Regions from separate parts of the Mus musculus genome. Here regions 1, 3, 4, 5, 6 and 7 are each linked to region 2. Evidence: chromatin contacts called from public Hi-C and promoter capture Hi-C data. All regions are on one chromosome and are shown on one strand. Each heading gives the region's core, a stretch centred on a gene start, on an enhancer-like site or on the middle of the called end of the contact. The rest is flanking DNA. Distances are from core to core; before and after follow the strand shown.

Region 1 (3,868 bases), core at 789-3,288, 1.3 Mb after region 2:
ACTTCTATCCTATAAAATCAGAAAACCTCAGGCTCTCAGGAGAGTACCAGTGATTAGGTCACTGGTTGGGGGATCCCATGGGAGGGTCCAGGAAACCCTGCCTGGCCTGGGCATTGTTCTAGGGGCTTATGTGGGGAGGTCAAGGAAGGTATCTGAGCCACCCCTTCTCGGCTTCCTGCCCAGAGAGGAAGCATCATGAAGGACCCAGCACAGGCCCCAGCCCTTCCTCTGACTCAGCTTCAGAAAGTGTGTATCTGTCTGTCTGTCCCTTTCCAAATCTCTCCCTTACTGAAAAAAAGAACAGTGTGAGTGGAAAGGAGGAGGCTTAGTGTCAGAACTCTCCCAGTGTACGTGATGGACAGACAGGCTGAGGCCGAGGCAGACACGTATGTGCAGAGGGGATGGAGCTGAGTGTAGCCGGGGGCTTGAAGGAAAGGAGCAGGACCCGGATGGACCTGTTACCCTCAAGATGATTAATACTGTGGAGTGCGAGGAAAGAGAAAATCTTATTAGCAGGCTGTCCCTCACCTGAAGCACGTCTGCTAGGCTCATTGGGGGGCTGTCCTGAACAACCCGGCTCTCCATGGATCCACTCAGCGTCCTCTCTGGGCTGGCTTGCTGCTCTTCCTCAGTGCCTCCTGCAGGGTCCCAGAACATCCTAAGAGATTGCTGAGGAAATCCCTAGCAAGGCTGGAATCACTAGTGTCCTCAGACCCACCGACCCTCAGCACAGAAGGCTATATCAGTGACTTAAGCGGTCCTGCAGTGTGTGCCAGGATTTAAAGGAGGATATGGGAAGGAGGGGTTTTTTTTTCCCCAACTTACGGATTTCACCCATAAGTCCCCAAAGTTCAGAGTATCCAGCTTGCAGCTCCTCCTTGCCTTCCCTTTGGCCAATCCCAAGATTTTCACGGGGGCCCTCCCTTGTTCCCATCCCTTCCCAATCACACTCCCCACCCAATCAGGAATGCCCTTTCTTAGGTCTAAGAGAAGTCTGTGGCCTAGTGCCCACTTGCCCTTCCTTTTCCCTCACAGTAGAGATGCCTGCCGGGAACACCCATCTTTGGGTGAGCAGTGCAAACACTCTGACCTCCCTAAACAGCCTTGATGCCCAGTCAGGCGCACCCGTTCCCAACAGCCTCCGCTTCCTCCGCCAGCACCCCCCAACAATGGCCCTCTCCTCTCCGGACACTCCACCCCCGCCTACCCTCTCGGCCCCCAGCCCAAGACAGCAGCGGGAAGTGAAAGTTCCAAGGAGGAGTTGGTGTCCCAGTCTCTTTCCTGGCGAAAGCTCCCTCCCCTGGCTCCTCCGGGCCCCTCCCGCTCCGCCAGGCTTCTGGTGGCAACCGCACCCGAGTGAGCGGTGCTGGCCGCCCAGGTCTGGAATGAACGGCTGAAAATAATCCTTTTCACTAAAACCCCACTAGCTAGTCCGGGCACTTCATTGAGTAGAACTGTCAGCTAGGCACTAGAGAGACGAAGACGTCAGTCCTAAGGAGTGACTCTTTCCATGATCTGAGCGCCCCACCCCCACCCCCCGCGCACGCTCTTCAGTGCCTGAGACTCAAAAGTGTCTGCAGGGATAACTCGGGACTTCAGGACAGAGGACGCCATCCTCCCTCCTCCTCTTCCTCCTCCTCCTCCTCCCCATCCTCCTCTTCCTTTCGTTCTCCAAATTACCTGGCCCTAGGCTTTGGTCCGCAGATCACGCAGGCTGCCCTCTGGTTAGGCTCCGGCAGACCCCAACACCCCATTGCCTCCGGGTTTCCTTGTACCTCTTTCCAAATCATCCCCTCGACCCACTGTCCTGGGAACTCACCTATATTTGGCAGCGGCGGGGAGGGCCGAGGGCTGCCCGCGCCCAGGAGTCCCAGAGCCCAGAGCAGCGCCAGCCGCATGGCCGCGGAGCTCCGGGCTGGACTGGGGCAGCAGGTGCGGGGCTACGCGTGGAGGAGCAGCCACGGCCCCGCCGGACACCAGCTCGGTGCAGCGCAGCAACTAGGCCCCGCCCCGCCCCGTCTGAGGCTCCGCCCCGCCCCGTCTGAGGCTCCGCCCCTGCCGCTCAGCGCAGCCTCTTTCCGGCAGCTACCGGGATGGGTTTGGACACCACAAGACTCGCGCCTTCCCTCCATCCTGCCTCCCGTCTGTAGCCCGGCTTCGTGGAGATTGTGCGGGCCAGTTCTTCCGGCTCACCCAATCCCGGATGCCTGCGAAGCACCAGCCGCAGGAGCGTGCATCACACTTTATTAAGCAAGAAGGCGGGCAGCATCCCTTCAATCGCCATACACAGCGTCGTCGTTGCTGTCGCTGTGGGCGGATGACGAGAGCTCTTCGCGGGGCGTGCACACCGGGCAGAGCCGTTGCATGTCGTCCCAGCACGACCGGCAGTACAGGGCCTTGCAGTCTGGTGTGGGGCACACGTAGGAATCCGGCGTCTCCATTGCCTGGCACACCACACAGCGCTGACGCATGAAGCGGTGCAGGAGAGGGCACCGGCGATACAGAGCCTCCACCAGGTAGTGGGGCTGTTGGAAGATGAGGTGGATTGGTTAATGCCAAGTGGGCTGAGCAGAAAGGGTTGTCAGGGGCACTGGGCAGCTCTTAATGTATGAAGTCCCAAGGCCTGACAATGCTATATTGGAGGAAGCTGGGGTAGACAAGAAGAGCCCTCGAGGGCGATATTGAGATAAATCGAAAGAGTCTTCTTCTCCATGATGGGCTGCGGAGCCTGGCGTGCCCAAACTTACTCCCAAGGATGACCCACAACAATTCTGTACACCTGTGGAGCGGCTTAATTTGGTACTTAGGCTTAGAAGGGAGGAGGGCACAATTTACACCTTACTGGGCTGGAGAGATGGTTCCGTGGTTAAGAACCCTGACTGCTCTTCCAGAGGACCCAGGTTTGAATCCCAGCACCCACATAGCTAACAACTGCCTGTCACTTGAGTTCCAGGGAACTGGATGATCTTCTGGCCTCCCTGGACACCAGCCACCCATGAGGACACAGACATATGCATAGGCAAAACACCCATACACATTAAATAAGTGCAAATTTTAATTAAGTCTTTTTTAAAAAATCTCTCCGGGTGGTGGTGGTGCACACCTTTAATCCCAGTACTTGGGAGGCAGAGGCAGGTGGATTTCTGAGTTTGAGGCCAGCCTGGTCTACAGAGTGAGTTCCAGGACAGCCAGGGCTACACAGAGAAACCCTGTCTCGAAAAACAAACAAACAAACAAAAAACTCAACCCCCCCCCAAAAAAAATCTCAGAAAGATGGTGTAACTTTCCTAAGTCAGATCTGAGTCAAACCTGGCAGGAACCAAGTCCCAAGCTTTGTGGCCATTCCACAGTCTCACTTTCCGAATACCCTCTTCATACAGTTGCCAGGAATTCTTAAGAGCAGAGCTGGGCTTGCCCTTCGAGCGCTCAGAGGTCTGTTTCTTCCCAGCCTTGCTCTGCCTCCTTGGCTCCTGCCACACTTTGCATTTCCCTTAGCTTGCCCTTTGACCTTGGCATCCACTTTGATCTCTGAGTTTGTTTTTTTTTCACACACTGTTCCTTCAGCTTAGAACACATACCCCCCTATTTCATCTAGCCATTCGAGTTCAGTCTACTTCAGGACCAGGTCAAGGGATCCCAGCCTGCTGATGTTCATGTGTGCCGTGGGGTATGTGTGGCAGTCAGGGGACAGCTTGTGGGGAGTCCTCTCCTTCTACCAGGAGGATGGAACTCGGGTCATCAGGCTTGGTGGTGTGTGTGTGTGTGTGTGTGTGTGTCTGTGTGTGTACCAGCATCAATGAAGTAAAACCCAGGCATTGTAACAACTGAACAAATGAATTGGTTAACACCATCTTACAGAGAAGAGAAA
Region 2 (4,092 bases), core at 1,312-3,811:
GGATGGAGGAATATTTGGAGTGTCTCTTTTAAAAGTCTGAAAATGTAGACTTACATGAAATGTCTTTGTTTTGTTTTTGAGACAGGGTTTCTCTAATACAGCTCTGGCTTTCCTAGAACTCACAGAAATCCAGGCATCTTTGCCTCAAGAGTGCTCAGATCAGAAGCATACACTATCATACCCTACAAAATGTTTTCATTTTAAATACCATGAAGGTTAAGAAAAACATACATTTATATGTATGGGTTGGGTTACCCTCCCAGACTGTTCTGATCATGATGAAATGAGAGCTTGGACCCCAAGCTTCTAGGTCCTTCCCAGTTGATGTCAGCATTCCCAGCATGAGAAGGTCTGAACACAAAGTAGATGGCATTTGGAGACTTGAAGGAATCCTGTTACCCTCTGGGGGTCTTGCTACAATGATACACTGAATTAGTTTAGAGGCATCATCTACCTCCCTGTCTATTACAAATAAGTAAGAATCATTCCTGGGTGAAACACCTATTTCCCATTGCTTACAAATGCTGGTCTGTTTCCCCAGAGACAGCACAACCCACTGATAATTATTAAGGCCAGAAGACTCCAATTTCAAGACAGAAAGTACCAAGTCTTTATTGAGAATCCTGCCTACCCACCTCCCTTACTGTAGACGGTAGACACACTCTGTGTCAGGGTAAGATGGCAGGTTCAGCTGGTACTTCTTCTCTAGAGCAGGTGGTACAAAGCGACCCCCAAGGTAATGATATCGGCCAGTAAAGTGAGTTGCAGACTTCTTGGGTGCCGTCAGTGAGATGAGTAAGTCTGGTTGGATTCCGCTAGGGTTTCCCTTCTCTACATCCCATCCTGAAGAGAGAAAGTAGTATAAGGACATACAGGTGGCCTGGTCCTAAGGAAGAGGGAAAGCCCTCAGTCCCATGTACTATCGGGCTCTGGTTTTCCACAGGGCCAGGCAGCATGAACTTTGCTCCCCAGCCCTAATGTGGGACAGTCCCCTGGGTACCAGCCTTAGCCAGGTTTGAGCACGAGTCTCCCAGCCACCTGAGTCTCAGCACCTGAGGGAATGTCGATGCTAGCAATGGGCACAGTGAGTCCACTCAAGACACTCAGGATGCTGTGGAATGGCTCCCGAACGTCACCCTTGAAACTGAAGCCGAAGATGGCGTCCACCACCAGCTCATACAGCTCGTCCACCATCATGGGCTGGGAGCGTGAGGGAAGGGGAAAGGATGTCAGGAGCTGCTGTCACCTAGGGAGGCCTGTCCCTGCACCCACTGACCACAGAAGCATGTATATAACTGGTTCCTAAGGCACAGTAAAGAGGAGTTGCTCATTCAGGACAGTCTGAATCCAGGCCTGAGTACCTACCTGCCTGTCACTGGTGAGAAGGGGTGACTGCCAGTCTCAGGCTTCCTGACACTGGAAGCCAGAAGAGACTAGTTCTGTTCTGCATATCAGTGTCTTCATCCATAGAATAAGCTGGGGCTTTCTGGTTTTTGTTTTGTTTTAATTTCTGACTTCCCACCCTTTAATCCATGCATCTACAGAAAAGGTTCAGGATGAGGCCCTGAGGGCCAGATTATTGTTAGATGCATGTTGTGGGAGTTGTTTGGCTGCAGAATAGGAGTGCCTGGAAAGTCGTGGAGCACACAGTCTGGAGGGGCTTCTACACCACTTTTTTTCAGAGAACACTTTTAGGGCAGACAGACACTAGGCAGGCCAGCTTGATCTGAAAATGGGAAGGGCAGGACAGGGGCAGTACTTACTGTAGAAACAGGCATCAACCCACCTACCTCTGGGGGCATTTCACCAAGGAAAGGAATGTCCATTTTCTGACACTGAGTCACTAGCCCAGTGAAGAGGGGCTTGTTAGGTCTTTTGGGGTAATAGATAGTTGGCTGGTAACCCTAGTTGAAAAGGAAAGTAGCCATTCAATCTCCGATCCCGAGTCTTCATACCTTGCCACAAAAAACTCCGTTCACATACTTACAAAAAGTTTGAGGTGTCGCGCACAGACCAGCCCATCCCCTCCGTTATTTCCGGGGCCACAGATGACCAAGACAGTCGGGGGACTCTTGGACATAGACGTGGGGGGATAAGCCTGAAGGCAGAAGTGCAGAGGGCAGTCACCGCTGTGTGCGCCACCGCCGGGGACCTCCCCACCTGCACCTCACTGAGGTTTCTCGCTGTGCCGCTTACCTTGGCAATAGCCGTGGCACAGCTCAACCCGGCCAGCTCCATGAGTTGATCCACGCTGAACTGATACTCGTTAAAAAGCTCTTGGTCCACGGCCTGAGCCTCCTCCTGACTGAGGGAAGTCCTGGCCTGAGTCCGCCCCTGGGGTGCTGGGGCCGCGGCCTGCCCTGCCCCGCCCCCGCGGGAGAGGGCGGCCGTACCTTAAGTACTTCACCGCAGCGCCCGCCATGGTCTCCGAGCCCCGGCGCTGTGTTCCCCACCAGATGGGCCTTGCACGACACACACTCTGCTGGCTGATGACCCGTGGCAGGCGCGAGCCCGCAACCAGCAGCCCCAGCCCCAGCAGCGTCCGCAGCCCGGACATTCGACTAGCAGAGCGCCGCTCGCACGGCGCATGCGCAGGGCCCGCCCCGCCCCAGAGCCTCTGCATCTAACCGTCCGTTCCTAGTCCCAGACTATCAGGCGTTCCGCCCACCTTCGTTCCGCCCTGCGTTCTCACCTTTCCCCGGCGTCGCAGAGTTCCAAACAGATGTGCTTCGCTCCCTCTGCAGTCCTGGCTGGCCACCATCTTGAAGCAGTTCTGTTGCCTCCTTGCTGAAAGGTGTGATTGCACGCAGTTTTTTAAAAATTAGTATCTTTGACCTCTCGCTGCCCCTGCTTTTTACAGGGTTTCTCTGTAGCCCTGGCTGTCCTGGAACTCACTTTGTAGACCAGGCTGGCCTCGAACTCAGAAATCCGCCTGCCTCTGCCTCCCAAGTGCTGGGATTAACGGCGTGCACCACCATGCCGACTTGTTTGTTTTTAACATTTAAAAATGCAAGGGTTGGAGGGAAGAGGCATGCACGTGCCTTGCTGCACATATAGAGGTCAGAGGACAATTTCTGTGCATCCGATCTCTCCATCCAAAGAGTAAGATCCGAGGATCAATCACAGGTTGTCAGTGCCCTTGCTCTTCAAGTGGTTTTGTGGACCTCTGCCCTGTCTGTTTTACTTATGTAATGTAGAAAATAGAATTTTTAAGGCTGTGATAGTGGCAGGAACTTTAGATTACTCCGGTAATTGTACTTCAAGTCCAAGGTTCTGTGGTCTTACGCAGGACCTCACCAGCTTTATTTTTCTGATTTCACTAGCATGTGAGTTACTCAAGGCTCCTTACAGATTTGCTGGAAAATATTTAGTTAGTTTATTTTTGGTCAGCTGATTTTGTTTTCAGTTGTTTCAGAGTATGGGTATGTGCGGTCACACAGGTGCCCTCGGGAACCAGAGGTGTCAGGTCCCCAGAACTACAAGCAGTACAAGCAGTCTCATGTGGCCTAGGCTGCCTTGGATCTTATGTCTTACGTTGCAAAAATGGCTTTAAATCCCTGATCCTCTGAGATTCTGGGTCTGAGCCACTGTAGCTGGCTTTATTTAAGTTTAGTGTTTGTTTGTTTGTTTGTTTATGTATAGGTTGTGAGCCATGTGGTTGCTGGGAATTGAACTCAGGACCCCCTGCTTGCTCTTGGCCCTCTTGTTCCGGTGGAAAGCTTTATTTATTATATGTGAGTACACTGTAGCTGTCTTCAGGACACGCCAGAAGGTGTCAGATCTCGTTACGGGTGGTTGTGAGCCACCATGTGGTTGCTGGGATTTGAACTCAGGTCCTCTGGAAGAGCAGCCAGTGCTCTTAACCACACTGAGCCATCTCTCCAGCCCTGAAGATTCATTTCTAAAACACAATGTGAAATATGTTTATTTGGCATAGATAATATGTTAAGCACTTACACATACCAGGTGCTAACATGAACCACCTCACTTCATAGCAACCTTAGTATTCCCGTTTCAAAGATTAATTAAAAAAGAAAAAAAGGAAGACCTGCCCACCTGCCCAGTGATAATGATGGCTGGTGGTGGAGCTGG
Region 3 (3,902 bases), core at 15-2,514, 1.2 Mb after region 2:
TGGATTTCCTCCATTGTCAGCCCCCACTCAAGTCACCTACCTCTTTACGAAGATGGGTGATGATCTTGTGTGGCACTGTAATGACTTTCCCATCACTGGTTCGAAGAGCAGGCAGAGTTCCTGATATTGAGAAAGAAGTATACTCACAGGGTCCAGCTTGCCTAGTCATACTCATTTGCATTGCATTCCTGTCCCCTGCTCCTCCCCTGGCACATTCCTGTCCCTCAGGGATACCTGAAGGGCTCTGCCAAGGATTGCTGGTCTTGTGTATCTTCAGTGGGGCGCCTGTAAATCTGGTATAGGTCTGCAGGGAAGGAAGCAGACGGTAGAGAGGCCAGGGTATGGCTTCATAAAGAAACCAAGAAAAGAATCCGTGACTCAGTAAATTATGTTCTATGGTCTATACTTTTATACCAAAAGGAGAGGCGGAAAGAGGGTGTCATTCCTATTTACAAATGGGCAAACTAGACCAGACAGTTCATGGACATGTTTATATGTCCATTTCCAAGATTAAACATTAGGAAAAGATTTCTACCCTTATGCCATCTACACTGTAAAGCCTATTCACAAAAGCTTTTCCTAATTAACTTCCCTCTTCCTGGAAGTACTGATTTACTTTGACAGTCTCTGTATTCTGTTTCTACTTTACATCAATACACGTGATCGTTTCATTATTTGCTTACATGTTTGCCTTTCTGTTAACAATTTCAATACAAGGGTCAAAATCGTATTGCAAGGGAATGTTTTTTACTCTAAGAGGCATAATAAATGTTTTTTGCAATCCCGAAGACGTTGAATGAAGAGAAGCAAGTCTGCCTAGTTCTAAAGGTCTTCCTACACAGTCTGGCTGTGGGGCTGTCTGGTCTACGAAAACGAGATTCAATGGATTCATAGCGGAAAAAGAAGAGATCGTCCAGAAGGGGTTATCCCAAGGTCACCCAGCCAATAAATGGATAGGCAAGGTCTAAACCCATCTTCTGAAGCCCTGACCAAGCCTACTTCCACTGCTACACAAATCGATCCTAGGAAATCCGGACGTAAGGCGCGGAGCCCACATCGGCCTTCGACTGCCTCAGTTTCTCTCAAGACGCATGCGTCTCGGTTCTCGGCAAAGCTCGAGCACCCACTCCGGCTCTCCAGAGATCAGAGGACAGGTGCATGAGCCCTCACCAGCACGGCCAGACTATCCAGGTCCACCGACGGCAATCCCCAGCCCCCTGACCAGCAGAACAGCTCCATGGGCGCCGCCATCTTGTACGCTCTCTGACCCGGAAGCACCTTCTCGTATGCGTCGGCCTTCTCTCGCCAGGAACCGCCCCTGGTCCCCGCCTCCCTGGCCGCCGGGGCTTTGGGGTCTGGGGAGGCGTGGCTCTTGGCGGCCTGAGCCGCGGCGGGGCTGTGAGAGGTGGGGCATCGGCCTTCTGGGGAGCGCCGCGGGCTCGTCCTGAGGCGGCCCCCGTAAGGGAGCAGGGCCGCCGTCCAGACGCGCTTGGGACTTTCGCGGCGCCTCTGCCGAGCGTAGCCACGAACCGCCGGCGACACGGAGGGCTTGGGAGAGGGGCATCTGGTGCGGCTTGTCGGTCTCTGGGGGCACTTGCCAAACTGCACATGGCCCCGACAACCCCGGGCCCTCTCAGGTCTCAGCCCTGAGCGGACGCCGCGGGGGGGTCCCCCGAGCCGCATGTTTTCCACTGCGCGTTATGTTTGGAGAGGGCCTCGCGCTGCCTGTCGCCATGGAAACAAAACAGGGGCGGTGGCGGCGCCCGAGCTGAGGCCCGGCTGGGGCCTGAGTGGGGGAAGGGGAGGTGCGGCTCGCGGGCAGTTGCCTTCGTAACGGGAACTCCTGGTCGGTCCCCAGCTCCCCTCGGGTTCACCCCGGACAGGGCCATCCCGCGGTATCCAGTGTTCCCCAGTCCCATCCTCGCTCCTGTCTTCTAGTTTATGGCTCTAGCCTCTGGTGATGCTTTCCCCTTTCTGATGTCTTAGAAAGCCATCAAGTTCTCGTCGGTGCTTCCAGATTTCTATTTTCCCAAGAGTGAGGGGAAATGGAGGAATGGGCACATGTCAGGGACGCAACACACCGTAATAAAAAAATTTTTTTTTTTTTTGCTGTGCCACATCAATAAGCCTCGTGTCGTACGTAGTCTTCTAGGCACTGTAGCAAAGGATGGTCCACTGACATCCATTTCCGCCAACCGTGAAATAATGCCTAGAACCTAGAATTGCCCAAGGCAGGGGATTCTGACTTTTCCAACCACTGCTTGCAGAGAACAGTAGCATTTGGTAGCGCTGTTAAGTTGAAAGCTCCCAAGAACCAGATGTCAGGCTAAAGGGAAGCATCTTTGAGGAAAATCATTATGGTGGAGCAGGAGGCAAGGAAAGCTCTGGGACTCTTTCCCAGTGCCTCTGGTTTCGGGAGCCGGTGATGCCTCCAAGGTGATTGGCAGCTCTTTGTTTCAACCCCCCCCCCTACCCGCCTGCTCCCCCCCAACCCCCCAGCTCGCTCCTCAGTCCCTCCGCCCCCCTCCTGCTCCTGCTCTCCGCCTAGTCTTTTTCCCTCCCAGTCGCCTTGCCTGCCAGGGGTAGTGAACCGGCTAAGCGGCATGGAGAAGCCGGAACTTTGGGGTGTCCTGGCTCTCCTCCTCCTCTGCTCTTACACGTGTGGCAGTCAGGACCTTCAGGGTAAGCCTGCATTCATCCCCCTTGACACCTCTTTGTCTCCTTTCTTTTGCCCCCAGGCAAATAACAGACCACATGTGAGTTTGAGAGAGAGGGAAGAGTCCTGAAATGGGTTGGAGAGAAAAGTTAACACTGCGAAGAGTGAAGGGTTGGTGATAATGTAGGAGGGGTGGGCACCAGAGTGGTGGGTGAGTGCAGATTGGTGCAGTGTCAGGCACTGAGACCAGGATGGATCCAGGAGGACTCCACGACAGAGTTAGTCTCAGAGCATCAACAGGATAGTCTGGGCAAGCAGCTTGATTGATGGTGACTGCACGGTGGGGGACCCTGGGCTTGGTTCCCCCCCCCTTTACTCTGGCTCTTGGTTTCTAAAAGATAGGGCGGGGGTGGGGATTGGGCAGCTTGAACTCTCCCGGAGGTCTGGTGGGGGGATGGCCCATGGGTGGTGTAGGAGAGGTGGTAGGAGCAGATGACACAAGCAAAGATTCTTTACTGGCTGGAAGGGAAACCACAGATTGGCCAGGACACAGGAGGAAGAGATGCTGGCTGGGTCCTACATTCCCAGGGGGGAAAGACTAAACAGCGATGGGAGGGTCAGAGCGCTTTGTGGACGGCTGTAAGATGTGTGTGATGAGCCCCTGGGATGGGAGGACCGGCCCCAGGGTTTGGAGTGTGCTAAACCCAGCAATGGAGAGATGGTACTCCTGGTTCCTGAGTTGTGGGCACCAGGTGCCACTCCAGACTCTAGTCAGCAATGTCTCCCTTGCGCCACCTGGTGGGACATAGGAAGTTTGCGAGTGGCTTTGGTATTTGTAAGTGGGCTCTAAGCCTATAGGTTCCCAAGGCTTTGGAAGCAATAGAAGGTGCTGGGAGGGAAGCATTGCCTTGATAACAAAAAAAGGGCCAATGGTTTTGTTTTTAGAGATAGGGTCTTGTAGCCTGGTCTAAAGTAGCGGAGGCTGCCTGATTGCTTGAGGCAGTCCTCTCAGCCTGAGGCTACAGGCATGTACCAGCATCCCTAAAGAGTTTGAGTTTTGAGGATGCAGTTCAGAGGTAGGAAGATGATAATTAGGGATGCCTCAGCCGGGCGTGGTGGGGCACGCCTTTAATCCCAGCACTCAGGAGGCAGAGGCAGGCGGATTTCTGAGTTCGAGGCCAGCCTGGTCTACAGAGTGTGTTCCAGGACAGCCAGGGCTACAGAAAATCCTTGTCTCAAAAAAAAA
Region 4 (4,290 bases), core at 642-3,141, 1.5 Mb after region 2:
TCATAAAACCTAATCATGTGATCTGGAGCCTTGAGTCAGACTGTTGACTCTGCGGATTGAAGAGGGAGGGAAATGAAGGAGGCAGGTGAGAAGAGGGACTGGGCAGGCTGACCATGTTGGAAAGTAAGGTAGGGACTTGGGGGCCTGTCTGATGATGGAAATGTGCCTGAGACACTAGGCTTGTACCAGGGCGTGTGCACATGAGTGCATGTGTGTGTGTGTGTATGTACACATTGCTCCATCATCATTGATAGCAATCTTGTGCAAGATTGATTGTCATTATCAGGTAGCTGAGGGTGTGGTTTATGGTGCAAGCAGTTTACTCTCAGTCTTCATAGCAGCTTGCAGAGGCGAGGACTGGTATGCAGAGGGCACTCAGCTCATTGGTGGGAACTCTACCATGCTCCCTGGCATGGCGATTTGATGCTTGCTATTCAGGGGGAAAGCTCTGGAAGCATGATGGGTGTGTGTGAGCAAGTGTGTGCTCATACCTGTACACGGGTGTGACCACACACATGCATCTGGATATGTGTACTTCCACACTTATCTAGGGGAGACACTAGACAGAGGCCTGAGGATGGTGGGGAGCTGGGAAGTGGATAGGAAGATGCTCCCTCTTAGAGCCCAGGTGTGCCTAGAGGAATTCATAGCACTCCCCCCCCCAATTGCTAAGGCTGTCCCAATTAAAAATGGAAATAAATTCATCTCTGGTCTTGTCCCCTTGGAGAGTCTTCTGCACACAGTGGGAGTCTAATAAATACTTTATGAGGAGGAGTCTGAACCAGGGAAGCCAGCAGCTGTTTCCAGCTCTGACTCTCAGAGACCCATGGGGCAGATCAGACATGGAGCCACTGGGATTTCCAGTCGTCCTCATCGACCCTGAGGTGACTCCAGACCCAGCTGTTCTGGAAGAGGCTGGATCCAGGTTACTAAAACATCCTGCTTTGGGGAAGTTGGCTCTTCCTTGACAGATTCTCTTTGGCCCTTTCCCATCCATCATGTGGATACTATTTATTGAACAGCCACTGTGTGTTGATCATCATGGGGGGGGGGGAGCATCTAGGCAGCGGAAGAAGAGTGGTGGACTCAGGCTGATCTCTGCTCAAATCCTAGTGCCTTTAATTACAAGCTGGGTGACAAGAGCCATATTTCTTATCTGCGTGTGAGTGGGCTTCTTTTCTTTCCTTTTTCCTTCTTTTATTTCTTTTTTTAGGATGATGACGTCACTTCATAGGGTTGATGTGAGGATTGGAAATAACAGAGGCTCCTGTACACAGCGCAGGTGCTCTGACAGTGGTAGGTAGGTGAGCTTCTCCCTGTCAGGAGTGGGTCCCTTCTGCTTCTGTCAGTTTATGCTCAATGCCTCCCGGTGTTAATTTTCTTTGTAAAATATGAGCACAGTCCCTATCCCCTTGGGCTTTTGGAAGATGTACCTGGAATCCAATGTGTAAAACAACCTGTACAGATACTGGCTATTAATCAACGTTTGTCCTCCGGTCCCGGTTTCCCCAGCATGGTGACAGCTTCCCCTTTAGGGTGCTCTCGATCCCTTCCTTTCATCGCCCCAGCGCCAACATTCAGCCGGGATTGCTGTGGGCATCAGTATCCTGACCGTACCTTTCAGAGGAAAGAAGGCAGGTGCTCAGCTTGCGGGTGGAGTGTGGAGGGGTTGGAGTGGTAGTGGTCTTGGAGCAAAAACTACAGTTCCCAGCCCTCGTTGCGCTGCCACCCGGCGAGGAGCGAAGGATGGCAGGCCCCTTCTTGGAGGCGGAGCCTGAGAGGGAGGCGGAGTTTGGAGGGGTTGGAGAGTTAAGCCAAGCCAATGAAACCGCTGGCTAATAAGTGGGCTTGGCTTGCCATATAACAGTGTCAGGAGGAGGAGAGCGAAGCTATTGAGCCAGCGAGGAGTGAAGCTGAGTCTGCTTCATACACTCCTAGAGGACCGCCTTCAGAATAGAGTTCTTTTCGCCCCTTCCTCCTTCCCCCGGCTCCTCTCCTGGCTTTTCTACCCGCCCAATACAATGCATACTCGAGTGGCAGCCCCAGAGAACTGAAGCAAACCAAAGAGAGAGGACTGGAGCCAAGACACTTCTGGTGGGGAATCTTGGATGCCTGGCTTTCTTTGAGGTCATCTTTGGAACGAGGGTGGCTTTGGGGTGGAGGGTCGTGCTGCAGGGAACTCAGCCAGGCCCCAAGATGGACACTTCTGGGCACTTCCATGACTCGGGGGTGGGGGACCTGGATGAAGACCCCAAGTGTCCCTGTCCATCTTCTGGGGACGAGCAACAGCAGCAGCAGCAACCGCCACCACCGCCAGCGCCACCAGCAGTCCCCCAGCAGCCTCCGGGACCCTTGCTGCAGCCTCAGCCTCCGCAGCCTCAGCAGCAACAGTCGCAGCAGCAGCAGCAGCAGCAGTCGCAGCAGCAGCAGCAGCAGGCTCCACTGCACCCCCTGCCTCAGCTTGCCCAACTCCAGAGCCAGCTTGTCCATCCTGGTCTGTTGCACTCTTCTCCCACGGCGTTCAGGGCCCCCACTTCAGCCAACTCTACCGCCATCCTCCACCCTTCCTCCAGGCAAGGCAGCCAGCTAAATCTCAATGACCACTTGCTTGGCCACTCTCCAAGTTCCACAGCCACAAGTGGGCCCGGTGGAGGCAGCCGGCACCGGCAGGCCAGCCCCCTGGTGCACCGGCGGGACAGCAATCCCTTCACGGAGATAGCTATGAGCTCCTGCAAATACAGCGGTGGGGTCATGAAGCCCCTCAGCCGCCTCAGCGCCTCTCGGAGAAACCTTATCGAGGCTGAGCCTGAGGGCCAACCCCTCCAGCTCTTCAGTCCCAGCAACCCCCCAGAGATTATCATCTCCTCCAGGGAGGATAACCATGCCCACCAGACTCTGCTCCATCACCCCAACGCTACCCACAACCACCAGCATGCCGGCACCACGGCCGGCAGCACCACCTTCCCCAAAGCCAACAAGCGGAAAAACCAAAACATTGGCTATAAGCTGGGACACAGGAGGGCCCTGTTTGAAAAGAGAAAGCGACTGAGTGACTATGCTCTGATTTTTGGGATGTTTGGAATTGTTGTTATGGTGATAGAGACCGAACTGTCTTGGGGTTTGTACTCAAAGGTAGGGACTGTGGTTTCTCTTTATACATTCAACAAAAGGAGTATGTAGACGAGAGAGAGAGAGAGAGAGAGAGAGAGAGAGAGAGAGAGAGAGAGATTGATTTTGAGAGATTTCCTAACTTCCCATGTTTTTCTTCCATGGTCCTGTGAGAATTCCTTTCTTGCTTCCCTTTGTGGGGACATCCCCACACACTGTGTCTAATGTGCAGACTCTGTGTTTGGGAGGATTAAAGAATCCCTTCTGAGAAATCGCTCTTTTCCTCCGGGCTCACGCGTACTAAAGCATAACCCAGCAGCTTAACGCACCAATTAATTACACTCTGCCTTGATGTGTTTGCCAGTTCCTGCTACTTCCCTCCTCGCCTCCCCTCCCTGCTCCACTCCATTCCCCCCCCCCCATAAAAAAGAAATAAATGTCTGGGTGGGGGTGGGGATCCTGTACCGTTCCCCAGCTCCCCCCCCCCTTCCCAAGTTTCTATTTCCCTTCTCTTCCCAGAGAGACTCCAGGGTAAAATGGAGATGTTCCCGAGTCTCTCCCAAGGGCACCGGGTTAAAAATATAGGTGGAGGAAATCAGCAGTCTCTTCCCTCAGGAAAGAGGACTCAGAATAAACCTGCCGCTGCCTTGTAAACATGCCCTGATAAAAATGGCTACAGGTGTTACCCAGGCAGAGCATGGGCACCGCCTTGCCATCACTCGGGGAACGGGGAGCGCCTCTCCTTAGGATGGGATGACAGGGCTTCCCCAGCGGGTCACCGCGGAGTCGGCACCCCAGCTTAGCCCTGGTTCTTCCCTCCCACCCTAACTCCTTCTCCTTGGGATAAATAAAGATGAGTGTACGTGTGTGTGCACGCTGGATGGAGAACGGCAGGCACAAGGCACTGTCTTGGGGGTGGGGTGGGGTGGGGGACGCTCCATTGCTCTATCCTTTCAGTTGGAGGAGAGAGCTTCCTTCCCAGAGGGGAAGGAGGTCGAGGAAGGTGGGTTTTTGTCAATGCTGCATTTGCCAGGAAGCTGCATGCCAGAAGGCTTGGAGGTGCAGGGAATTGTTGGGCAAACGGTTTCCCCTACTGTACCACTTGGTCCCAGTTTGCTGGTGTTTGCATGTGTATATGTGTACTCGTGTGAGTGCCTGCTTGTTCTGTGTATTTGTGTATTT
Region 5 (4,367 bases), core at 1,473-3,972, 1.1 Mb after region 2:
AGAATAGTGGATTTGAGAGAAGATTGTGAGATTAAGCCGGATGGTGGTGGTGCACACTTGTGATCCTACCGCTTGGGAGGCAGAGGCAGGTGGATCTCTGAGTCCAAAGCCAGCCTGGTCTACAAAGTGAGTTCCAGGACAGCCAGGGCTACACAGAGAAACCATGTCTCAAACAAAACAAAAAACAAAACAAATAGCAACAACAACAAACATACCAAAACAAAAGCCAAACAAACAAAAGCAAAACCCCACACGCGCACAGGCTGGAGAGCAGTTAAAGGCACTCGCTGCTCTTGCCGAAGTCCCAGTTTCAGTGCCCAGCACCCATATGCCAGCTTACAACCATCCGTTAATCCAGTGCCGGGGGATCTGACCTCCTCAGCCACTGCATGCACATAATGCACAGACTTATATGCAGGCAAAACATTCATACCCATACAATAAATCTCATTTTTTTCAAAAAGTAAATGTGAGCACAGCTACAAACACACCTATGCACACACACTCACATGCGCGCACACACACACACACACACACACACACAGACACACACACACACACACACACATATACTAGCACCAAGGTTGTTTTGTAATTTTCTAAAACTAGGGAGCCTGCGCTGACCTCACTGGGCTGTCAGGCTCAGCAGTGCTGTCTACACTGTAGCTGTTGCTATGGTGCATACACTCTTTATCTCTTTATCTCCAGACTTCTGGAAATTCTTTTCCCGTCTCCAGGTCTCTATTTCTAGTCTAGGCTGTCCTTCCCTTCTCTATCATCCCCACTCCAACATGAGAACAGGAATGATGATTTCCTGTAGGTGAGGAACTGCCATCCTTGGTGGGGGTGGGGACGGGAAGAGGCTACCCTGTACTCATTTAAACTGGGCCTTTCAGGGATGCCCATCCCCCTCCACAGATGGGCTATGCACATAGAGGATTCCCTGGGAGATCCCAAGGCATCGAGGCTTGAGCTATGCACCCCTTCCCTCCTCCAGGCTACCTGTGCTAAGATGCGCAAGGACAAGCTACATTGCCTCAGAAGAAACTGTAGATATGAGGTCAGGAGGGGAGCAGGGGACAACATTCAGAGGAAAAAAACAAAAAACAAAAAACACTGGAGCACACATGACGGTTTCAGGGCTAATCCCAGCGTAAGTCCTAAACACAGTCCCTTCTGATTCTGATTGCAAAAATCAATCCTCTCAACCTCCAAAAAAGCTTGTTAGTTCCCAAGTCCAGACCCACCCCCGAATGCCCCTCAGACTTGAATGTTTTCACTCAGCAACAAACCCCTGATGTTTCTTCCTCCCCTTCCACAGCTGCAGAGGAGAAATCTTGCACTGTGAGACACTGGGAGAGAGGAGGAAAGGTTGGCCGCGCCATCAGAGCATCTTCACAGCCTGACTCACAGGCAGTCACAAGCCCAGCGGGTGATGTGGTAGAGGACTGCGAAGCAACACAACTCTGAGGGGGATATGGCTTCTGGGGATATGTCTGAGGGTGAACTGGGGGAGGGGAGGGGATCTGCTGGAGAACAGATAGGCAGGTGAGAGCGAAAGAATAAAGAGGACTGGAAAGAACAACGCAGAATAGGGGACTATTTACAGGGAGTGAATGTTTGAGAATGGAAGATACTGTCTGGGCCTCCGATTGTGTTTCCAAGCTCCAGAGACACACCTCATTTCTTCAACTGAAAGCTGTCCTTCACTGTCCCCAAGGGCAGGGCTGATTTTCTCCCCTAGCGACCTTGATGTAGACGTACAGCCTGAAGGGGACAGTGAAATGGCTACATCCCAGTTCTCTGTCCCTTTTCTCTCCGGGAAACACCTGGGCGGTGGCTGAGCCCCTGCTTTCCTTCCCAATCTTTCTGAGTACCCGCCCCGCCCAGCCGCATTCCGCCTTCAGCACCACGGACAGCAAACAGAGCTGTGGACCCGACTGACCCCTGTTCTTCTCCAGCGTTCCCAGCGTCCCTGATCTGTTCTACTGAACTGGGCAAGTGCTCGGTGTGTGGTTAAAGCGTGGTAGAGAGTGGAACTAGGCTTCTTCCTCAGGTCTCCAAGCTTTGGGGCATGATATAATTTCCCACATCCCCAGAAAACAGTACTGAAAAGAGGCAAGGTTTCCAAACTCCGATGCTCTCTGTGGTCATTGAGGTTCCTGCATTGGGTGCACTAAGTCCTCGGAGATTACCTGATGTTCGCTGTCCCTTATGCTTCCCTAACCTGACAAAACACTGAGGACCTCGGGGAAACCCGCCTAGGAATTCCCAGGCTGGGTTGGGGGAGGTGACTCCACCCGGCCGGTAGCACTGGTGTCCCTCGCTCTCCCCGTTGAGCCCCCCGTACCGGAAGTCGCTGTAGGGGTGGATGATCCAGGCCCCGGCGGACTTCACCCTCTCCTGCTCGATTTCTACTGCTTTGTGGCTGCCGAAGACCCGGAGAGAGAACTTGTTGACCGTCGGCTGCAGCAGCGTCCCGAGCTGCCGCCTCTTCGGCTCGGGCGCAGACTCCGGCACCCCACCTGAGGCCGCGCGGGCCTGGGCCGGAGCCGCAGGAGGCGTCTCGCGTGCAGGGGTCGCCGCTTCGCCGGCCCCCGCCGCCGGCCGCGCCTCCTCCTCCATGATTGCCCTCACTCGTAGGGCCTCCCCAACCGGTCCAGGGCCATGGCGGGCGCGCAAGTCTCTGGGAGAGCAGCCCAGGCAGGGGAGCTCCGACCCGCGTGCGCCCGGGGCACAGGGGGCGTGTGCAGGCGACAGACGTGCGAGAGCTGCGCCCCCTGGCGAGGGCTGCGTGAGACTGGGCGGGGCGGGGCGGGGCGGGCCGCTGGCACAACTGCTGCCCACACTTTCCCGAGAGGGCGTGGCTTAGGGGTCCTGAGGGTGGGTGGGTGCTGTGTGTGTGTGTGTGTGTGTGTGTGTGTGTGTGTGTGTCTGTCTGTCTGTCTGTCTGTCTGTCTGTCTGTGTCTGTGTGTGTGTCTGTGTGTCTGTGTGGTGGGAGTGCTCAGCTTGCTTCTGGAGGCGGGAAACTCACTAGGGCATATGCAGCCTGGGGACCTCCTGAGGGTCAGGGACAGAATGGGAATCTGTTCTGACCATGTCCTTTCTCAGCACTCTCCTAGGAGTCTTGCTATGCCAGAGATCCTCTAAACTGCTTTCTGTAGTATGTGTTTCCTAATTCATTAAGACAACCTTTAGCAAAACCATTCACTGAGTGCATGCTGAGGATGCAAAACTGAGCACAGAAATCTTAGCTAAGTCAATGGTTCATCTCCATAAACAGATCAACAACCAAGGAAATACCATACTACATGCCTTTCTGAGCTTTACGTGTAGAACAACTTTTTTGTTTTGTTTTGTTTTGTTTTGTTTTGTTTCAGACAGGGTTTCTCTGTGTAACCCTGGCTGTCCCGGAACTCACTTTGTAGACCAGGCTGGCCTCGAACTCAGAAACCCGCCTGCCTCTGCCTCCCAAGTGCTGGGACTAAAGGCATGCACCACCACCACCCAGCTTCTTTCCTCTTCTTACAGCCACTGCCTGAGATAAACCGTCATAATCTCCAACTAAATTATTTCAAGAAGTTTACATTTTGTTTTTGACATGGGCTGTAGCTCAGGCTGGTCTTGAACTTCTGATCTTCCTCTGAATTTCAAGCACTGGGATTACAAATGTGTGCCACTCTACCTGGTCTCAGAAGTTTTTAATAATTTTCAAAGTCTGCTGGACTTGGTGTTGCAGTCTTTTAATCCCAGTACTTGGAAGGCAGAAGCAAGTGGATCTCTGTGAATTTGACACCAGCCTGGGCTATATTGTAAGTGCTAAGACAACCAGGGATACATAAAGAGACTGTCTCAAAAGAAAAAAAGAAGTCTTCACCAAATTCTCCTAGACAAATTCATGTTTCAGTCTCCAAGTACACTTTCTACATCCACATGACACTGTTCAGTTTTCTTAAAGTCCTTCCAAGTGTCTCCATTTTAGAAATACATTTAAGGGCTGGAGAGATGGCTCAGTGGTTAAGAGCACTGACTGCTCTTCCAGAGGTCCTGAGTTCAATTCCCAGCAACCACATGATGGCTCACAACCATCTGTAATGAGATCTGATGCCCTCTTCTGGTTTTATATTATACATAAAATAAAAAAGAGAAAGAAAGAAAGAAAGAAAGAAAGAAAGAAAGAAAGAAAGAAAGAGAGAAAGAAAGAAAGAAAAAAGAAATACATTTAAGCTCCTTAGTGAAACTTACCAATCACTAAAAATTTGAACTTAGTCTCAGCAACTTTCAATTACTTATAAATTGTATTTGTTTACTTTATCTGTCTGAGGGGTTTGTTCCTATGTCTGTTCTATGAACCATGTGTGTGTGC
Region 6 (4,199 bases), core at 411-2,910, 1.9 Mb after region 2:
GAAGTGGTGGTGGGGGCGCTGGGGTATGTTGAGTAGTAACTGAGACAGGCAGAGAGGCCCAGTCCTGCTCTCCCAAGATGGAAGAGAGGACCTCAGTCCTGCCTGGCACCATGAACAGCTAAGCGGGGATCTTCTCTTTCATCAGTGTCTTCTCCCCCAGAATCCCACCAGATGATAGTGGTGCTCAGCCTACCCCAGACGCCCTCAGCTGTACCCACAGGAGAACACTGAGACACGGAGGGGCCTGATGCTTCCCATTGCATCTCTCTGAACCTCAGGCTCCTCCCAAAGCTTTATGTCAATCCTGTAGAGGATTAAAAACGTGTAAAATACAGGGTGGGTTAATACCTGAAATCCCAGCACTCAAGAGATAGAGGCAGAAGAGGCACAAGTTTGAGGCCAGCCTGGGTTATGGGAGAGCCTGTCTAATATATATATATATTTTCTTTATATATATATATATAAAGAAAATATAGGTAGGGGTAACAAACCAAGCTTGAGGAATTCTACCTTCCAGGCAGAAAGAAAGCCTGGAAGCCACTGTCCCCACGACCAGCACAGGATAAATCTCCCCCATGTCCTTTGGCTCTTTCTATGTTGTTGAATAAGCCCTCAGCCCCTAAAATAACCTGTAGAGAAGCAGTCTCCCAGTTCCTCCAGAAGAGACCAGGCAGGCTGCTGGGCCTGAAGCCAGAGCCCACAGAGAGGCCTAGACCTACAAGGCAGAGTGCAAGGAAGGTAAACACAGTGCCCCTACCCTACCCTCCGCCTGGTCCACCTGCTAATCAGGGAGGGCTGGGGCAGGGGGCGGAGGCACAGTTCCAAGAGGTCCCACATCCTTTGCTGTCAAACTCACAGGATTGGGATGGATGTGGGTGTTGGCATTCTGCATGCTAGGGCTAGTTGGCTAAAGGAGTAAGTTTGTGAGGCGGGAACACCCATGACTCAGAGCCCATGATGTCAGACCCTTCACCGTCGGGTCACTGTCATTACACACGACATGGAATGTAGTAGAACTAAGGAAAGCCACGCGAGGTGCCACAACTAAAGCAGAGAGAGCCAGTGGCATAAAGGACTCTCCAGAAGGGACTACTACTGTTCCACTAGGGCGCGCCCTCTGGGTATCTCTTTTTGGAGCGACCCGGGATGCAGTTGAGTAAGACTGGGAACACTGGGAACCAGACACCAGAGTCAGGTTTCAGGAAAACACACTGTCCTGTACTCAGACTTGAGGTAACTGGCCAGACACAGACAGGAGCACGCAGTTATAGGCGCTAGACGCAACAGGGGGCGCGCGAACCTCCACCGCGTCAGCACAGGTGAGTCAGCCCAGGCTAGCAGCCGGTACCGGCGGGGCTCACTCTGCGAACGGAACCAGACAGTGTCACATTCCCCACGCCCGCTCCGGGTTCCTCTTACCCAGCGCGCGGCAGCTCCCGAGGACCAGCGCGACCGCGGGCGCGGCCAGCAGGGCGACCAACAGCGTGCAGCCGACGGTCAGCATGCTTCCTTCTACGCGGGACGGCGGGCGGCAGAGCGGCTCCGCAGCCGGGGCCGGGCGGCCGGCAGACTGGGGCAGCGAGAGCAGTCGCCCTCGGCCTCGGGCTCCACACTCAGCTCGCACTGCGAGCGCTCGCCCCGGCGTGGCTCAGATCGGTGTGGGCGCGACTTCCCACATGCACGTGACACACAGCAGCCGGCCGTCCTGGCAACAGTGAAACATTTGAGGAACCGGTGCTGAAGCTCCTCTTGGCAGCCCCGGCTCGCGGTTACGAAAGCCCAGTAGGATGGCGCAATCGGCCAGCGCTCCGGGCCACCGGAGGGGGTTACTTCCTGCAGCCGCGCCACACCTGAGCCCCCAGGGACCCCCACCAGGGCCCCTCCCCAGGTTTTGACGCTGAGATAAGGAGAAATATCCCCCTCCTTCCTTCCATCCGCGCCTCCGCTTGAGTTTTGCTTTCATGAGCGCCAGCCAGTGGCTCTGGCTGTTAAAGTAGAAGGCAGGTCAGTGTCCTGGGTGCTTACGGGAATCAAACAGGGAATCCGAAAAGACACCGATGTCTGCTTCGAGCCCAGAGATTGTGATTTAATTGGTCTGAAGGAAAACTTAGGCGTCCATAACCTGAGAAAAAGATTTCCTCTCATCTTCCAGTGGAGGAGCAGCTCTTTGAAGGCTACTGCAGAGGCAACGAAACCAGTGTGCGCTTTTGAGTCTGGCCCAGAGACACATGTGTTACCCTCCTCAAGATTGCTATCCCGATCCGGAAGTCTCAGTTTTCTCACCTATTAGAGATGTATTTTTAAGCCCATGATAAAGATTCCTGGAAACACTGTCGATGTACCTGGAGCCTAACTGCTCAACAAGGAGTAGGGCTTTGATTACCCATCATGACTTGACTGGACACAAAGGAACCGGCGTTTGCTATTTACCAGACTCCACCAAGGTTCCCTTCCAAGCTACAGAGCTTGAAGCTACAGGGCAGCTTCCCATGCAAATGCAGAGGGAAAGAAACACACTGAAAAGAAAATTTAGGGCTGGTGAGATGGCTCAGCGGTTAAACGCACTGACTGACTTCCGGAGATCATGAGTTCAAATCCCAGCAACATGGTAGCTCACAACCATCTGTAATGAGAAACAAATAAAACCTATGGGCCTGAGCGAGCCGGGCCGGAGCAAGAGGGAGAAGGGAAGGGATAAGAAAAAAAAAAGAAAGAAAAGAAAATGTAGATGGGGAGCCCTGGACCTACACCAGTATGTTTTAATGTATTCTTCCATTTCAGGGTTCAGCTGATTAGAGTCCATGGGGCAACTGGAATGTGTGTGTGCTGGCTGAACCCCTAAATAAGACATGACCTTATTTAAGCAACATGCTGGCCTCAGACCTAGGCATCCACCGCTCTCTGTGGATGTCAGAACCAAACCTGTACCCAGGACAATGGGATTGGTTTTGATGGCACTTCCTCAGCCACGCTATAAGTCGGAGAGAAAGGCATGGTTGTTCTCTCTCCCTGTGGTGGGGCAGGCATTTGGGAAGCAGAAGCAGGTGAATAGCTGTGAGTCTAAGGCCCTGTCTAAAAAAAATACATATTTTTTTCTCCTGCTATTTAAAATGGGATTAAATAGCAAGAGGATGTGGTAGTACACACCTGTAATCCCAAAACTCTGGAGGCTGAGGCAGGAAGATCCAGAGTTCGAGGCAAGCATAGTGGAACTTGCCCTATCTTAAAAATATAATTAATTTCCAACAGACTCTCATTGTGCTGCCTCCTTCCTTTCTGTGGTAAACAGAGACCTGAAAATAATTGCAGAGAGACAAGTTGCTGGCCTGAAACAGGAAGGCTACAGAAGGCTGCCAGCTCAGATAGAAGGAATGTTGAAGGCAAGAGCAGACATCTCAGACACGACCCGGCAACCCTGGCCAAGTGGCTTCCCCCCATCCACCCCGTTTTGATCCTGGAGTGTGGGGGGGGGGGTGTTCCATAGTCAGATGAGTTTAGTTCCCATCCCAGGTCTACTGCTTGATAGCTGTAGGATTTGGGCAAGTTATAGTTAATTTCTCTGTGTTGTTTAGATATTTCTCAACCCTAATTTTAATGATGGTTTTTAAACACTTTAACCTCCCTCCTAGAGGCAGTGGAAATGGAAAGTTATTAGGATACAGGAATTAGGTAGTTAGGATATTAGGAGGTGGATCTGTCTAGAAATTGTTCTTTGGAGCAAATCCCATCCACTTGCAAATACTTGATGAATATAGCAGCAGTCCAGGTCGGTAGTGTCAGGATAACAAACACAAATCAACAGCAGTGTTGGCACAACCTAGCAGAAACAGCCAGGCCTCGGCCGAATCTGCATGAGTTAGCAGGAGTGATTAGGCCTGGAGAAGTTCTTTGCCTTACTTCTCTTAACAAAGTGAAGATCAGCGAAGAAGACCAGGAAGCATTGCAAAGCTAGCTATGCAAGCAAGCCCTTTCCCACTGTCCATTGAGTCTTAGTTATCCGCTCTCCAAACATAACGTGTTCTCAAATGGGTCTCGCCTCAGTATGTGAGTCTGTCTTAGCAAAACTCCACTTGAGTCTGTATCAGCTGACATCACTCTGCCCGAGTCCATGGAAGCAGCAAGAAGCCACCAGAACACCACTAGAAACGTTTCCAGTATGTTTCTCTCTATGGAGTCACAACAAATGGAGCTCAACAATG
Region 7 (4,142 bases), core at 1,022-3,521, 1.4 Mb after region 2:
CTTCTAAAACCTCTCCCATCTTCTCTCCTCCACATTCTCACTTCCTTAGAGTCTTTTTCCTGGGTGATGTTGACAGGCTCTGGGCCAACCTCCAGTCTCCCACACATCCATCCCCTACCCCCCCCCCAGTGTTCCACTCCCCCCAGTCCTCAATCCTCTCCACTATGCTCTGCTCCCTGCCTTATAAGTAACTTTTTTTAATGCGTCACTGTGTTCGCTAAATCACTTCTGTGCTCAGAAACATGTTGGCTCCAATTGCATACAGAATAAAGTTCAAATTCTTTTGCAATCATTAAAGCTGGCTGGCTATACTGTGTGCCCTATCTTCTTTCCTAGCCTTAGCTTCTACTTTTCTCTCTCTACAGGGGGGATGAGTAGTTAAAGAGTTTGTGTTGGACTCTGTCTCCAAATAAAATAAATGAAAAGTTTGTGTTCTGGAGCCGAAGAGCTGGCTTAGTAGCCAAGAGTGCTTGCCTCTGTTCCAGAGGACCCAAGCTTGGTTCCCAGACTGGTTGGGCAGCTCGTAACAGCCTTAAGTCCCACTCCATGGAATCTATAACTTCTGACCTCTGTGGGCACTCCCCCACCCCAACATACAGATATATAAACATAAAATTAAAAATTTTAAGCCTGGCATGGTGGCATACATCTTTAATCCCAGCACCCCAGAGGCAGAGGCAGAGGCAGGTGAATTTCTGTGAGTTTAAAACCAGTCTAGTTTACATAAAACAAGAGCTCTAAGCCAGCCAGGGATACCCAGTCAGACTCTGTCTCAGGTTTGTGTTCTGGAGTAAGGAAGAATTGGGCTAGAATCCTATCTCTTCCACTATTTTCCTTTTTTAATTTATTTTGAGACAGGGTTTCTCTGTGTAGCCCTGGCTGTTCTGGAACTGGCTATGTAGATCAGGCTGGCCTCGAACTCACAAAGATCCACTTGCCTCTGTCTCCCAAGTGCTGGAGGTTAAGGCATGTATCACTTTGTTCCTAGGACTTTGTAGGCTTGTGATCTGGGGTAAGTTTCCTAACCTCCTTGAGGCTGTTTCATAATTTATAGAGATCTGTAATAAAAACCCCAATTTCATGGAATTTTTGAAGTTTGTAAGGCCACATGTGATATAGTTAAGTGCAGACCAGCCTCTGGTAGACACTAAAAAAGATCAGGGTAACTATTACTGTTGCCAACCCATGCTTGCCACATCCTCTAACAGCACCCTGGCCGTCCAGAATAGAGTCCTTTCTTCTCTTACCTTCCTTCTAGCTCGCCTATCCAGCCTGCTGAGCTTCCTCTACTTGCTGTGCCACCTGTCACTTGTTATGTGGCTACTCTGCCCCCAGTCATACTTCGTAGCAAGTTGTAGGAAAGTTACTACCCATCTTTCAACAGAAACACTCAACCGAAGGGTCACTTTTCCTCCAATGTGTTAGGACTCACTCCAGGGCCGGACTTTGGCAAGAAAGGGGATTCCTACTCCGGTTTCCCTCCTTTCACCGTAAAGAGTCCACGACAATAGAATGCCACACTCTTCCCCTCTTCCGTTCCAGACACACCTTAAGGATCTCATCTCCAACAATGATGATGCCTGCTGTCACGCTGCGCCCTGATCCTGGGGGCAGTTCAGAGGCCCTAGATGCCATGGTCCTGCCCTCTGTGCTCTTTTGCAAGGCTTTCCAGTAGCCACTCAGAACCCCAAATTGGGGCCGTATGTACTGAGAGGCCGCCAGGTCTACAGGATGCAGGAGGCCATACCCTGAGTTCCGGGGTTGAGGGAACCTGGAAGAGCCAGAAAGGACAATGAAGACGTCAGGAGTGTACCTTCTTCCTAGAGGAAGGAAGGCTCAATCTTCTTTAGTCACCCTTACTCCGGCCTCTTTAACATACTCTTAAGCCCCAGGTTCCTAAAAACGTCTCGATTCCTATTCCTTTAAAGTGCCATGTTTTCCCAAGACCTACCACTTTAGATATCTCCGTCTGCCGAGCAGGTTTAAAATTTGCCCTATCTTGGGTATATCTGCACCTTTAAATGTCTCTTCTCTTCGGATCACCTGTCCCTTTAAATGTCTACCTTATTCTGGGCCTTAGGGTCCCTTTAAATGCATTTCTTTCCTCCCTCCGCCAATGACCAGGGCTCAACCTACTTCTGCACCCTTTCTATCCCGAGATCTCTTTTTCTCACCAGGCTTCAGATCACTGATCTCGTATCATCCCACCTCTATTTTGCCCCCTGCACAGGGTCATTCGCTCTTTCCTTTCCGCATGTCCTAGGACAGCTTCCGTACTCAAAGTCCCGCCTTACAATGCTTCATGTTGATTGGTTATTTTGGCTGTCGCTCACTCCTACCAGTGGTTCTATTGGTCTAACCGGCAATCGCTCACGCGCCTCATCGCGGAGCTAGAGGAAATGCTAAGTTGTTATTGGCAACACCATGTAGTCATCACTGTCCGGAAGTAAAAATAGGGGCCTGGCCTTAGCCCATGGAGGGCGGGACTTAAAGTGTTCTGGTACTCGAAGGGAAAATATTGGGAGGTGTTTTAAGGACTGTCGGGTGGGACTGTCGGGTGCTGCTTTGTAGTACTAGAAGAAAATGAAGGTCTGATTCTGTTTCATTCAAATATTAAAAAACAGTTCAGACAGAGCCCCAGTATATAGCCCGGGAAGTAACTTGTTTAAACCGATCAGCCTGGTCTCGAACTGCCTGGGGAGTGGTGGGATTCAAATCATGTGTTACTACACTTCATTGCATCACATTTCTCTTTCTGTCTCTACCCCTCTCTCCTCTTTCGAGATAGGGTTTCTCTGTGTAGCTGGAATTCGCTCTGTAGACCAGGTTTATTAACTCCTCCTGCTTCTGCCTCCCAGGTTCTGGGATTAAAGGCGTGGGCCACCACCGCTTGGCTTTGCCTCTTAAATTTGAGAAGGTGAAGATGGTTTTTCTTTTTTTTTTTTTTTTTCTGAGACAGGGTTTCTCTGTATAGCCCTGGCTGTCCTGGTACTCACTCTGTAGACCAGGCTGGCCTCGAACTCAGAAATCCGCCTGCCTCTGCCTCCCAAATGCTGGGATTAAAGGCGTGGGGAAGGTGAAGATGTTATTAGCATTAACAATGAGGTGTGAGCTGCAGGGTGTGGAACCTTCGTTTGTTTCTAATATAAAGGGAAAAACTACTTAAGCTTCTCTGACTTTAAAATGTAAAAACCCTTTCCTGCCCCACCTGCCTCCAGAACATCACTTCCCAATGATGGGTCCCTGGAGAGAGGGGTACGCAGGAGTACCTTGGACTCACTTTGGGTACTCACAACATTTCATTCCTACTTCAGTGCCCCTCCACCCTTTGCTTTGCTGGGGAAAAATAGCTTAATCATCTGGGTTTTTTTTTTCTTTTTTTTAAAAAAGCTTTTACTATTATTGTATGACTAGGAAGGACAGCAGTGTCCCAGCATGCAAATGGAAGCCAGAGGACAACTTTCTGGAGTCCCTTTTCTTTCACCTTTATGTGGGGCCTAGGATCTATCCCAATTTGGGTGGCGGAGTCTTACTCTTACCTGCTGAACCATCTCGCTATCCCTAGATATTACGATATGTAAATTGTGACCCAGTAGGTTTGGACGGGGTCTGACATCTACATTTCTCCTGGGATTTTCTGTTGTGACTTGGAGGCATGCTAAAACCACAATATCTTTTCAAATAAATATGCTCTCATGACATGTGGCAAACGTGTTGGGAATATGGCTTTGTGTTAGAACACTGGTCTAGCATTGTGAGGATCAGGACTGAAAAAGAATTATATGTTATTGGAGACAGGTTCAGAAAGGGTGCCCACACGATCTTGAAATGCCATAGTGAATGTTAGACCAGCCTTAAGTAGTAAGTCCTGTGGGGTTTCCTTAGTTTAAAAGGTGGGGGGTGTGGATGAATAGGGGAATGAGTGTGACCACAAAGTATTATATACTTTTTTGAAACTCTAAACTGGGAGTGGTGGTACATACCTTTAATCTTAGCACTTGGGAGGCGGAGGCATACAGTAAGCCATACAGTAAGACCCTGTCACAAAATGAGCAAACAATAGTGGGGCAGTGGTAGTGCATGCCTTTAATCCCAGCACTTGGGAGGCAGAGGCAGGTGGATTTCTGAGTTCCAGGCCAGCC

The links. Promoter capture Hi-C pulls out the DNA fragments that hold promoters and counts their contacts. Hi-C and Micro-C count contacts between places; a contact is called where the count stands out from the background.
Region 1: a contact with region 2 is called in a promoter capture Hi-C map of liver, with 2.6 times the contacts expected there. The contact joins the promoter of Adam15 here to the promoter of Naxe in region 2. A contact is called at or near these places in 2 of 39 promoter capture datasets (both in liver) and 1 of 115 datasets of contacts at active chromatin or transcription factors (pancreatic cancer cells).
Region 3: a contact with region 2 is called in a promoter capture Hi-C map of liver, with 4 times the contacts expected there. The contact joins the promoter of Mtx1 here to the promoter of Naxe in region 2. A contact is called at or near these places in 2 of 39 promoter capture datasets (liver and pre-B cells).
Region 4: a promoter capture Hi-C map of liver shows a contact between it and region 2, with 3 times the contacts expected there. The contact joins the promoter of Kcnn3 here to the promoter of Naxe in region 2. A contact is called at or near these places in 2 of 39 promoter capture datasets (both in liver).
Region 5: a promoter capture Hi-C map of liver shows a contact between it and region 2, with 3 times the contacts expected there. The contact joins the promoter of Hcn3 here to the promoter of Naxe in region 2. A contact is called at or near these places in 2 of 39 promoter capture datasets (liver and pre-B cells).
Region 6: a Hi-C map of B cells shows a contact between it and region 2, with 5 read pairs. The contact joins the promoter of Il6ra here to the promoter of Naxe in region 2. A contact is called at or near these places in 1 of 39 promoter capture datasets (liver), 1 of 484 Hi-C or Micro-C datasets (B cells) and 1 of 115 datasets of contacts at active chromatin or transcription factors (pancreatic cancer cells).
Region 7: a promoter capture Hi-C map of liver shows a contact between it and region 2, with 5 times the contacts expected there. The contact joins the promoter of Flad1 here to the promoter of Naxe in region 2. A contact is called at or near these places in 3 of 39 promoter capture datasets (erythroid cells, liver and pre-B cells).

Annotation. Positions count from the first base shown.
Region 1 is chr3:89,347,990-89,351,857 of GRCm38.p6, forward strand. It overlaps Adam15 (a disintegrin and metallopeptidase domain 15 (metargidin)), which reads right to left and starts at 2,039. Exons shown (of 23, transcript NM_001037722.3): 1 at 1,820-2,039; 2 at 529-638. The coding sequence starts at 1,898. Dcst1 (DC-STAMP domain containing 1) reads right to left here. Exons shown (of 16, transcript NM_029974.2): 16 at 2,230-2,525. The coding sequence ends at 2,274. It also overlaps a transcript of Dcst2 not described here.
Region 2 is chr3:88,055,934-88,060,025 of GRCm38.p6, forward strand. It overlaps Naxe (NAD(P)HX epimerase), which reads right to left and starts at 2,562. Exons shown (of 6, transcript NM_144897.3): 1 at 2,394-2,562; 2 at 2,197-2,305; 3 at 1,988-2,098; 4 at 1,791-1,904; 5 at 1,053-1,200; 6 at 590-843. The coding sequence starts at 2,557. The coding sequence ends at 641. It overlaps Gpatch4 (G patch domain containing 4), which reads left to right. Exons shown (of 8, transcript NM_001110809.2): 8 at 1-61.
Region 3 is chr3:89,212,643-89,216,544 of GRCm38.p6, forward strand. It overlaps Mtx1 (metaxin 1), which reads right to left and starts at 1,265. Exons shown (of 8, transcript NM_013604.3): 1 at 1,171-1,265; 2 at 235-304; 3 at 41-120. The coding sequence starts at 1,251. It overlaps Thbs3 (thrombospondin 3), which reads left to right and starts at 2,538. Exons shown (of 23, transcript NM_013691.3): 1 at 2,538-2,682. The coding sequence starts at 2,604.
Region 4 is chr3:89,518,273-89,522,562 of GRCm38.p6, forward strand. It overlaps Kcnn3 (potassium intermediate/small conductance calcium-activated channel, subfamily N, member 3), which reads left to right and starts at 1,892. Exons shown (of 8, transcript NM_080466.2): 1 at 1,892-3,132. The coding sequence starts at 2,197.
Region 5 is chr3:89,157,435-89,161,801 of GRCm38.p6, forward strand. It overlaps Hcn3 (hyperpolarization-activated, cyclic nucleotide-gated K+ 3), which reads right to left and starts at 2,723. Exons shown (of 8, transcript NM_008227.1): 1 at 2,351-2,723. The coding sequence starts at 2,625.
Region 6 is chr3:89,911,536-89,915,734 of GRCm38.p6, forward strand. Il6ra (interleukin 6 receptor, alpha) reads right to left here and starts at 1,661. Exons shown (of 10, transcript NM_001310676.1): 1 at 1,420-1,661. The coding sequence starts at 1,504.
Region 7 is chr3:89,409,610-89,413,751 of GRCm38.p6, forward strand. Flad1 (flavin adenine dinucleotide synthetase 1) reads right to left here and starts at 2,272. Exons shown (of 8, transcript NM_177041.4): 1 at 2,175-2,272; 2 at 1,549-1,771. The coding sequence starts at 1,635.